Regions from separate parts of the Sus scrofa genome. Here region 2 is linked to region 1. The links are chromatin contacts, called in public Hi-C maps. All regions are on one chromosome and are shown on one strand. Each heading gives the region's core, a stretch centred on a gene start, on an enhancer-like site or on the middle of the called end of the contact. The rest is flanking DNA. Distances are from core to core; before and after follow the strand shown.

Region 1 (5,746 bases), core at 3,241-5,740:
CATTACATTCCTTTAAATGCGGGGAGAGGTGAGGAGGCACTGGTATAAAGGATGATTTCAAGCAAAAGGTGTTGGATCCCACTTCCCCGGAGTTATCTCCACCCAGGCCTTTCCTTTCCTTGATTTAGTCCTCCTCCTGGCAGACATCTCCGGTCTCCTCATCTGTGTCTATTGTACGTGGTTATGCCTGCCTGGCTTTAGAGCCAATCCTAATTAAGCCACAAAGTCCACAGGCAACAGGACATCCCAACAAATGGGGCGAATAATTAGTATTTGGTGTTTCTAGAGTAAGTCTGGGGCATTTTTATGGTCACTGATCTATTACTTCTCCTAATCTACATTTGTTCAGTCCACAAAACTAAATGGCCACTCACTTCCTCAATAGCACCATTACCACTCTTCATTTTCTGAAGCCGAATAGTCTAGGTTGGAGCCATGACGTGTACCTGGCTTTTGCAAGCCTCCATGGTCCTCCAGGAGCTTATATTTTCCCATATGTCTACATTTCAGCTTCAAGCTGGACTAACCACCAGAACATGATGCTGTTTTTCTACTGAACATCACTGTTGCCATTTTGTTACAACTCCTGACAAAACATGCCTCATCCCTGCCCCCTTGCTGGATCCATCCCTTTAGGTCCACAAACCTTATGATATCACATACGGTTCTGCCTTTAAAGAGCCAGACCCGCAACTCAGTTTTACTTAATCCAGTTGCAGTTTCCTCTCAAAATTGTTAGGCTTAATATGTCTCGTAGCTATACTACCTTCGTTAATAATTCTGACTTCCTTTGTCTCTTTTCACCCTAATGTTATTTCCCTAGAAAGACAGCATCTCATCTGATCCTGCTAATCCATTAGAAATCAATTCTTGAAATATGTACAGTGTCAAGATAATTCATATAAAAGGAGAAAATGATGTCTTATCATTATACTTATTTAGGTCGTATTATGAGAAAATTAGGCTACCATCTCCATTGCAATGTCTCCTAAACCTGTATTTCTGGCCCAGATCCCTTCTAAGTGTCAGATTCATATATCTAACTTAGACCTTTCCACCTGGATGTATTTCAGGTACTTCAAACTCAACCTATCAGCCTGAAACGCAGTTTTCACTCTGGCCTTCCTCACCTCCCTGATCAACAACAATTATAGAAACCTTGCTTGGGAGTTCCCGTTGTGGCGCAGTGGTTAACGAATCCGACTAGGAACCATGAGGTTGCGGGTTCCTTCCCTGGCCTTATTCAGTGGGTTAAGGATCTGGCGTTGCCGTGAGCTGTGGTGTAGGTCGCAGACTCGGCTTGGATCCTGAGTTGCTGTGGCTCTGGCGTAGGCTGGTGTCTACAGCTCCGATTAGACCCCTAGCCTGGGAACCTCCATATGCCGTGGTGGGCGTGGCCCTAGAAAAGGCAAAGAGACAAAAAAAAAAAAAAAAAAAAAAAAAAAAAAAAAAAAACTTGCTTATCTTTATTTATCTCGTCTACCTAATTGCCCAGAGTGGGAATTGGGCTACATTTTTCATTCTTTCACACTTCACATCCAATAAACCAACCCAAATATTTCTTGAGTCCATCCATTTCTTACTATGCCCACTGACGACATCCTAATTCAGGCCACCCCACAATGGCCTCCCGGGGCCCTCACAGTAAAATTCAAACTGGTTAACATTGTACAGCAGACTTCTTTCTCAAAGTATTAGTGTGAATCAACTCATAATGGCCTCTGGTCTAGCCCTGCGTTTACCTGTGACAAACAGCTGTCTGCTGTCTACCATGAAAGATAAAGTACACAACACAGGAACTTTTGAAGATTGAAAACAATAAGTCCATAGCAGATAAACTACTTATTCTAACTCATAGCTAAGTGCTTTAAAAAACTCAGCTAATGGAGTTCCTGTTGTGGCTCAGCGGTTAATGAATCTGACTAGGAACCATGAAGTTTCGGGTTTGATCCCTGGCCTCGCTCAGTGGGTTAAGGATCTGGCGTTGCCGTGAGCTGTGGTGTAGGTCGCAGCCATGGCTTGGATCCTGAGTTGCTGTGGGGTAGGCGGGTGGCTACAGCTCCAATTAAGACCCCTCGCCTGGGGGCCTCCATATGCCTCAGGTGCAGCCCTAAAAAGACAAAAAAAAAAAAAAAGACAAAACAAAAAAAAAAAACACAAAACCAAAACTCAGCTACAAAAACCTGCCATATGGAAAATAATAAATAAAATAACATTTATTTTAACGAGCATTTACTATGTGCCAGGCATTGTTCTAAGAATTTTGTGAATATTAATTCACTTCATAGTTTTATTTATGAGAGAGACACTAAAACTACCTTATTTTGGGGGCAAGGAAAATGATTCACACATTGTTAAGAAACTGGTACTTGGTCACAGAGCCAGGATTTGAGCCAGGTAGTTTGCCTATAGAACCCAGGCTCTCGGCCAGTGCGCTATGCTATTTTTCCATGTTTGATCTATGAACACTGGAAATTTCTGACTGTCACAGGTCAAGTGGTACTCGTTACATTTAACATTATTTACGATTGTAAAATTTTGTTCATATATTATAGAACCAGTGGTGTAGAGAATTTATCATCCCTGAAGAAACTATATATTATAGGAGTAATGTCCTTATAGGAGAGGCACATTGATTTCCCTGTCCATGCAAGTACTAACATCCCACACTGTTAACCTTACTCAAAAGACTTCCTGCAGAGTGTCTTCCATGATGAATTTTATCTGCTGTGTTTGTCTGGCACACATGGACTCAACACCTCATCGCTTTTCACTTGTGAACATGTGCTTTACTGCTCTGTGTCACTGCAGGATGTCTTCCATGAGGAATTTTATCTACTCTGTTTGGCACACATGGACCCAAACCTTCACTGTTTTTTAGTTGCAAACATGTGTTTTATTCCTCTATGTCATCCATCTCTTCAGTATGTCACTTGATATATGCTTTCTTGCAAGTAGGCAGTAAGATTCTGAAGGAGGAGCACTATCTTCTATTTATTCTGCAATGAAATTTCCTTCACAACTTCACACTTAAGCACCACATCCCAACAATCCTGAATTTTTCCGGGGGAGGGTAGGGGAGCGTCACATGCTCTTTTGAGCTTCAATGCAGTATAACAATGATAAATTATAAAGCTGTCTAAAGTCGGACATATCACATAATGTCTAGCAGGCATCTCAAACTTTACATATGCCCTAAACCCAAAGTAACTTTTAAAAATCAAATCTGTGCCAACTCAATTTTTTTCTCCCTCAGTAGCAGAAAATTTTCACCCATAAACTTCTCTCCCATGGTCACCAAATTCTAAACTCTGCTATTACAAAGGCCTCTTGTGACTGTCACTTCTATTTCAACTCCACTGACCCTAACCACATTCAGCCACAATGATCTCTCACTCAGACCATGGCAATAGCCTTCTAAAAAGAATGCTCTGAATTCAATGTCTTATTAGTTGAATCCAACCTTTGTGCTGCTACGTTTCCAAACATCAATATAATCACAGGTATTCACTGAAAACAACTTATAAAGAAGTCCTAATTCCTTGCTATGGCATTCACTACTTTCCATCTATCAGACTTGTTTCCACCTGGCTGGCTAGCTTACTGAGGTTAGAACTATGTCTCCTTGAAAATCTGGGACAGTGCAGTGAGACTCTCCCACCCGTGTTTGTGTAGAGAAACTAGTTTTGTTGAACTGGAATTATTAACATAACTCTTATACCACGACAGCTCAGCTGGAAATGTGGCCACACTGTGTGTGTCCCTCTACTACCACACTCAGAGAGGCTCCTGGGCCGCTTCAGAGCACTGTCATCACCTTCTGGGTAGAGCAGCAGCAGAGAAGGCCGACTGTGGGCAGTCAACTGGCTTTCCTTACTCGGGAGTTTGGAAAGGGAGCCCTGATTTACTTTCACTATTCCTCTGACAGATTTGACCTGCCTCCAAGATTGAGTGGGACTAGCAGTGATAAAATGTGATCGAAACCAAAAAATGACTTTCTTTTTTACTTTTGTCATTCTATGGCCTCAACATTATCCTAAGCATTGTGCTAACATAGCCTAGAAAGCAAAACTATACCTTGAGCACGGCAAGTTCCCAGAGCAATCTCAGCTCTGACAAGCAGCGGCATCTTTTCAAGTTCGCGAGAGAACAAGAGAAACATCGGGTTCTTCCTGTTTCTCGCGAGAACTAAGCACCAGCTTGCAGCTTGCAGCATCTCCTGGGTCAACAGCAATGGCGGCCGAGTTGTCTGAGCGGTTGTTTTCGCTGGAACTGCTCGTCGATTGGGTACGCCTTGAACCCGGGCTGCTTCTGCAGCCCGTAGTCGCGCTGGAGGAGCAGGAGGAGAAAGAGGAGGCGGAGGCAGAAGAGGCATCGCAGCCGCGGCGCTCGCGCGGTCTGTGTCTCGCCGTGGCCTTCCGCCTGCTGGACTTCCCCACGCTGCTGGTTTACCCTCCCGGCGGCCCCGCCTCCCCCGCTCCCGAACCTCGACCGGGCCTGGTCAGCTTCGGTCGCGGCAAATCCTGTCTCTTCCGCCTGCACCCCGCCACCCTGCACCGCCTGCTTCTTCAGACGCCGCTTTACACCTTGCTGCTGCAGCTCCGCCCTGGGCGCCCGACTCCTGCCCCGCTGCTCCTGGGGGCCTGCAGCATCTCTCTGGCCGCTGCAGCCCGCAGGGTCCTGGGGCCCGCCGCCTCCGGCTGCTCCCAGGGTTATCGGGGAAGCTTCCCTCTGCATAACCAAGAGGGGGAGCGGATTGGGGACATTGCCCTGGGCTACCGTCTGACTGATCTGGGAAGCAGCTTGTTGGGTCATCTGGAGCAGCCAGTCACTTCCACGGGAGTCGGAGTGGCAGTAGAGGTCAGTTCCCAGACCTTGCAGGAGAAACAGCAGCCGAAGCAGCTGAACTCAGAGCCACACCCAGGAGATGCTGATAAGCCTCTGGTGGATGTGAACATCTCAACAGCACAGAAGGATTTGAAGGACCACAGTAAGGCCAAGTCTGGTAACACAGGTTCTGTGGAGAATGGCAAAACCAACTCTCTTATTTGTTCAAATGCTAGCAGTGAGAGGCGCGTTAGCCCCCCAGATCAGGAAGAGACAGAGTTGGACATGGAAACCAACATAATTTGCCCTCCTCCTCTGTATTACACTCATCTGACCCAAGAAAAGACACCTCCTAAACAGGGTAAAATTACTATTGAGTCTCAAATGAACGCATCTGAGGAACTGGATGGTACTTTTCCTGAAGAAAAACTTGTAAATCCCCCAGCACATACCAATCCTTCAGAACATACAAATTCTGCAACGCAGGAGAGGCCTCCTGGGCTTATAAATCTTCCACATGTTCAGGATACAGGAGCCAGTAACCAAACTACATACCCTCCTCAGAGTGAACAAAATAGAATTAATACTATAAGGCAGCTGCCTTTGTTAAATGCTTTGTTGGTTGAGTTGTCCCTGTTATACAGCCAACCCATGGCAAGCCCTTCTCATATACACCCTCACTTAGCCTGGTTATATAGAACTGAGGATAAGAGGTCGCCAGAATTTTCTGCCAAATCCACATGTAAATCCGAATCAAAGAAGGATGAGCTTTTTCGGGGGGAAAAGGAAAAGACAGTGAGTCTTCAGTATAGAAGGAGCCAAACTGAAAATCTCAAGAAAGGTAAACATTTTGAAAAGAAAGGTGGTGCCCTCCCAAAAAGAGTTCCAAAGGGAAAGCTACTTTATGGCTTAACAAATA
Region 2 (5,466 bases), core at 2,713-5,212, 120 kb before region 1:
ATTGAATCTGAAGCAATCAACCTGGATCCTTTAACCCTCTGCACCGGGCCAGGTATTGAACCGCACGTCCACAGCAACTTGAGCCCCTGCAGTCAAATTCTTAATCCATTGCACTACGCTGCGCCACGATGGGAACTCTGCTATTTTTTAATTGAAATACAAGACCTACAACACTGTTAATTCCAGGTGCAAAATATAGTGATTGGATACTTCTATTCATTCCAGGATGATCACCTCATTCATGTACTATGAATTTCCCCACCACCATATACACCTACATACTGAGGTATCTCTGGCACCTCCCTGTGAATTGCCCTAATACAGCAACCGAGGTGAAGCTAAGGGTAATTCCAGAAGGCTGCTGGAGAGCTCCTCTGAGCTCGAGCCTTGACCTTGACCTGTCCAATGACTGAAACAGATTCACTAGCCAGTTCCTAAAGTGGATACACCCCCCCAAACTCATTCAGCTTATTCCACTCTGGTTTTCAACAGGGCAAAGTGGAAGCCTAGGCGTACTTGTGGTTTGAGATTTAGGAGATGCCAACCTTCATTCCTGTCTGCAGTTTCTCTGCCTCATATCAGTAGCTAGCAGAAGACTCCGCTTCTCCCTGCTTCAACGTATGACCTTCCGTTTGAATATTTTTCAAAGTTCTTAAGGAATTCTCTATTTCTAAATTTGCTTGCAAACCCACGAGTTTGCAAGCTCTGTCCTACCTCAGGTCAGTGTTTTTCCCTGCCTCCCACGGAGATTCTTACACTGTCTTCAGGGCCTCGTAATTTAGGGAGGGTTTCTAAGCCTAGAGGAGTTAATTGTGGAGAACAGAGGCTGCTGGCTTACCGTGTTACAGTTACTTTACCTCCAGTTAGTTAAGGAAGACCATCCCCCTCACACTCTCTCTTAAAGGACAGTAATTATCCTTCCACATAAGGATACAGAGCACGTGAAACCAAAAGACAGCATAAACCTTTCTGAAAACAGCCCCCGATAACGGTAGAATCTTAGCTATCCTTTTCTGCCTCGGTTTCTTTTCTATAACTAGGAGAATTCTAGTAGCTGCTTCCCTGAGAAGCACTGCTAAAGATGACAAGTTGATTTTAGTTGAATCGTTGAAGCCTTCCCACTTGGTGTGTACTAAATATTATTGGCACTAATGAGCTACATAACATAGCCTCTGCAATACTTCTGTTTTACTTATGAACGTATTTCTTGTTATACTTTATTTTGTGTTTTTTTTTTTTTAAGCCTTTCTTCTTAGAGCTCAGGCTAATATAATTACTCTAACTCAGACATCAAATGGCATAATGTCAGAACTGCTACCAACAGAAACTCAAACACTATTAGAGATTTTCCAGCTAAGAGTTAACACAGACATCTTTTATGATTAGAAAATGTCTGCGTGTTTTATGTTTATATGTTATCCTTATTATGCTAATTTCACCTCATTCCTAATTCTATGTTCTTTTAATTTGATACCTAAGGCTTTCCGGCACTTCCTTTTCTTAATAGCACTGAGCTCAGTGCCACCTGAATAAAAGCCCAATGCCCAGTGAGAACACAGCATGATTTGTTGAATGAAGAAAAGGTGAATGAATGAAAAGAAAATTTACAATGATACAGAAATGCAGACCAGAGCCTAGGTGTCCGTGTGTAATTTTTGTCTTATGAATTCTAACATCACGTCACGTGAAGTATACTTTTTAAGTTCCGTTTGATAAGAATTTAGCAAATGACAATCAGCTACCAAAGCTTACATGGTTGATGAAGGAGTCAGATCTAGCACATGGAAATATTTTAAACAAAAAAATCAGAAAGCACTAGCGCATTCTTAAAGTTAAAATGCTCCTTTTAGGCTCTTTGCCTTTTGCAGTTAAAGAAATTGAGACCCTGAGAAATGACATGATTTGCCCAGGGGCACACAGTTAGGCAAGGTCGTGGAGCCCAGCCACTTGACTTCCCTGGCAATCTTTCACCCAGAAGGTTTCTCTCCACCCCCAGCCCATCTGCTGACTCTGGGCATGGCATCTGTATTAGATCCAGCTTCTCAGAGCATATCAACTGTGAGCCAATTGGATGCAAGTACAAAGAGAAGAAAACGCTCTTTTTCCAGGCAGCTGGAAAGTTTCACTTGGAATTTATTTTTAGAATTTTGCGTGTGCTCAGGAGCAACCATGGCAACAAAGGCACCTGGGAGAACCTTCAGGCGACACTGGAGGGAAGGCTGCTTTATCTCTATGGGGAAGTGCAGGCAGGCTGGATGCCTCCCTGTCACCAGGAAGGCCATCACCAGGGAAGAATAAATTCAGAATCAGCAGGACTCACCTCCACTTGGGCTCTCAATGATTGACGAGCTCATCCTTGTCACACTGTCTTCCCCTCCCTTCCTTTCCTCCTCCCCATAACTCCAACACAACATGTACATAAACCAAGCAGGTCTCCTCTGACCTGGAGGTCTGATCGTGTGTGCTGTTAAGTTCAGCCCTTCATGAAACATCTACACACACAGCCCTAGAGAGGAAGTGCCCCTTAGGCTCCCGTTGGAGGAATGGCTTCTTCACCTCAGCAAGGACCAAATAGAAGCTCCCTCCTAGAGTTCCTTTAGCTCAGCAGGTTGAGTGTCCATGATGATGCAGGTTCAATCCCTGGTCTTGCTCAATGGGTTAAGGATCCGGTCTTGCCACGAGCTGCAGTATAGGTTGAGGATGTGGCTTGGATCTGGTGTGGCTGTGGCTATGGCTGTGGTGTAGGCCGGCAGCTGCAGCTCCGACTCAACCCATAGCCTGGGAATTTCACTATGCCATAGATGTGGCCTTAAAGTGATAAAAGAAGAAGAAGCCCCCTCCTTTCCCTCAAACAACAGGTGAAAGGATGACCACTGTATGAGGCCGCACCTCCCTCACACTGACTTCACGTGTGGCCCTTTGCCCATGTCAACCTCTTCCATTTACTCTTGGGAAGGGACAGAGCTGATTCAGAAAACTCTCCAGTTCCTGCATTTCTCTCTCTGGGTCTCCAATCCTGATGGACACTGCCAGTGACGGAGGCCAGGTCACAGTTTGTATTTTCGGGATGTCTCTAGGCTTCCCACCTTCACAGGTAAGGCCACACCCATGTCTTCCTTCCCCAACATCTGGTGAAAATGCCAGCTGGGCACAGCCCTACCTTGAATGAGTCCAAGTGTTCAGCAGTGAGCATAAGGTTGGTCCAAGGACAATACGACACACTTCAGCTCAGTCTTGCTCACTGGGTATGTCTCTGCTTGGGTGCGTTTCCATGATGACTTTAGAAAAGCTTGAGTGTTTCTAATTAAACGTGGTACCTTCCCAAAGAATAGACAGATGTGCTGCATTGACTTTGGATCTCATCGTCATCTGGAAACATGACAGGGACCGCGAAAAAATGTTCTCCAGGGGCGTAGCTTCTATCGTTTTAAACACATTTCAATAGAATCTGAAGTTTCACAGTGAGATCACCACACTGGGTTAGGCCCACACACAGACCTCTCATTCAATCACATTCAAGATCCAGGCGGTGTCGTTCGCAAGGAGGTATTTAATAAATAATAAATAAAGCAGGAAAAGAAACCCATCATTATGGTCACATGGCTGGAAAGACCGCTATTGATCTTCACTTCCCCACAAAACCACATAAATATGTAATGGTGGTATTGAGCCAGCTGCCTCCAGGCCAATGAACTATGGCATCACTCAAGAGACAGGCATGTTATTATGGAATGAAATCCTAAAGATAAAGTAAGAAGATAGCCTCTTATCTGATCTCAAACTGAGGATGATTGGAGGAAGGTATTCAATTTATTACTTTTCCGTTCCTAACAAATTCTGTGAGGCATCGTAGATTCTCAGAATTGGAAAACATCCAAGAAAGCAAAGTCATCCTTGGTTGGCTTTTTTCCTCCATAAACTCCCAGCCACAATGTATCATACTGGAATGAGTCAGTTGCCAATTTTAAGTTCCTAGGCAACTCTGTGCTTAACAAGGGGCCAGACCCAGATCCAGCATAGAGGATGGTCCTGGGAGAAAAGAGGGCAAAAAACTGCTCAGAACCTAGGAGCTGGGGTCCGTTTCTGTGGGCATTCACTCCCCAGAATTAATTGTCAGTGTTCCAGGAATCACCACCCACCTTCCCACCCCACTGTCCTCAGAATACCAAAATCCAAGGATGCTCAAGTTCCTAATATAAAATGGCATAAGGGAGAGGGGGAGGGAGTGGGATGGATGGGGAGTTTGGGGTGCATAGATGCAAACTGTTACATGCAGAAAGGATAAGCAAAGAGACCCTGTTGTACAGCACAGGGAACTATTTCCTATCTCTTGGGGTAGACCATGATGGAAGATAGCATGAGAACAAGAATGTATATATGTATGATTGGGTCACTTTTCTGTATGGCAGAGATTGACACAACATTGTAAATCAACTATACTTTAATAAAAAATTTTTGAATAATAAAACGGCATAGAATTTGCGCATAATCCACGCACATCCTTTAAATCATCTCTGGATTACTTATACTACCTAATATGATGACAAGGCTGTGAAAATAGTTGCCAGCAAATGACAGATTTGAGGGTTGCCTTTTGGAACTTCCTAGATTTTCTTCCTTCCCTTGCATTTTCCGTCCAGATTTGGTTGAATTCCCAGATGTGGAATGCGCAGGTAGGGTAAGGAGGGCTGACTCTATTAACATTCACAGTGGCTATATTCCAGGCACAGATGAGGGCACTACACAGCCAGGCTAACAGCAAAGTAGAAGCATTCAGAGAGATTCTGTATCAGTAGGAATAAGGCAAGGTATGACTTTGAAAGAGGGGCCTATTTTTAATTTAGAATATTTGCAGTATATGTATCAGAAAGGAAAGCTATGCATGGAAAATAAATTCCCTTACACAATGGAGATTGGAAAACGGCCATCATATAATCTTCAGGCCAATGCCACAGCCACAGCAACACCAGATCCGAGCCGCATCTGTGAACTCCCCGCAGCATGCGGCAAGGCCAAATCCCTAACCCACTGAGCAAGGCTAGGGATCGAACTTGCATCTTCATGGGGACTAGTCGGGTTCTTAATCCCCTGAGCCACAATGGGCATTCTGTCATCCTGTAATCTCTAGACTGCATTTCAAGTTGTGTGTCTCTCTGCCAAAAATGAAAACCTCCTCTTAAACTGGTTTTCACCCCAAAGTATGTAATGGAAGACTTAGCATTCTACATAAATTAATTGTGGAGACAATTTTAAAATCTCTTTGAATATCCTCTGATCAATTCCAAGTAAGCAAATAGGACATGGCAATGTTTGCACAGCCATGTTATATGCAGGGCAAGACTTAGCATCTCTGTGCCCCAGAGTTAGGACAGAATCTGGATCATTAAGTTTTAGACAGGAAGAAAAATGCAAAAATTTAAAAAACCCCAAAGTACAAATTGAGGAGGTGATGACAGCCCTTAAGAT

What was found. A called contact is a pair of places that touch in the nucleus more often than the background predicts.
Region 2: a contact with region 1 is called in a Hi-C map of fibroblasts, with 2.5 times the contacts expected there. The contact joins two enhancer-like sites. A contact is called at or near these places in 3 of 47 Hi-C or Micro-C datasets (adipocytes, embryonic fibroblasts and fibroblasts).

Annotation. Positions count from the first base shown.
Region 1 is chr14:57,970,810-57,976,555 of Sscrofa11.1, reverse strand. It overlaps MAP10 (microtubule-associated protein 10), which reads left to right. Exons shown (of 2, transcript XM_005670971.3): 1 at 1-5,746. The coding sequence starts at 4,234. Among named protein-coding and RNA genes, the nearest start is that of MAP10, 4.9 kb to the left of the region's middle. Within about 2 kb of position 4,490, at least 70 of the 83 cell types and tissues checked have an H3K27ac peak or open chromatin away from gene starts, as enhancers often do. A contact at or near this core is called in embryonic fibroblasts, where this site is marked.
Region 2 is chr14:58,089,762-58,095,227 of Sscrofa11.1, reverse strand. No RefSeq gene overlaps it. Among named protein-coding and RNA genes, the nearest start is that of SIPA1L2, 24 kb to the left of the region's middle. Within about 2 kb of position 3,962, at least 4 of the 83 cell types and tissues checked have an H3K27ac peak or open chromatin away from gene starts, as enhancers often do. A contact at or near this core is called in embryonic fibroblasts, where this site is marked.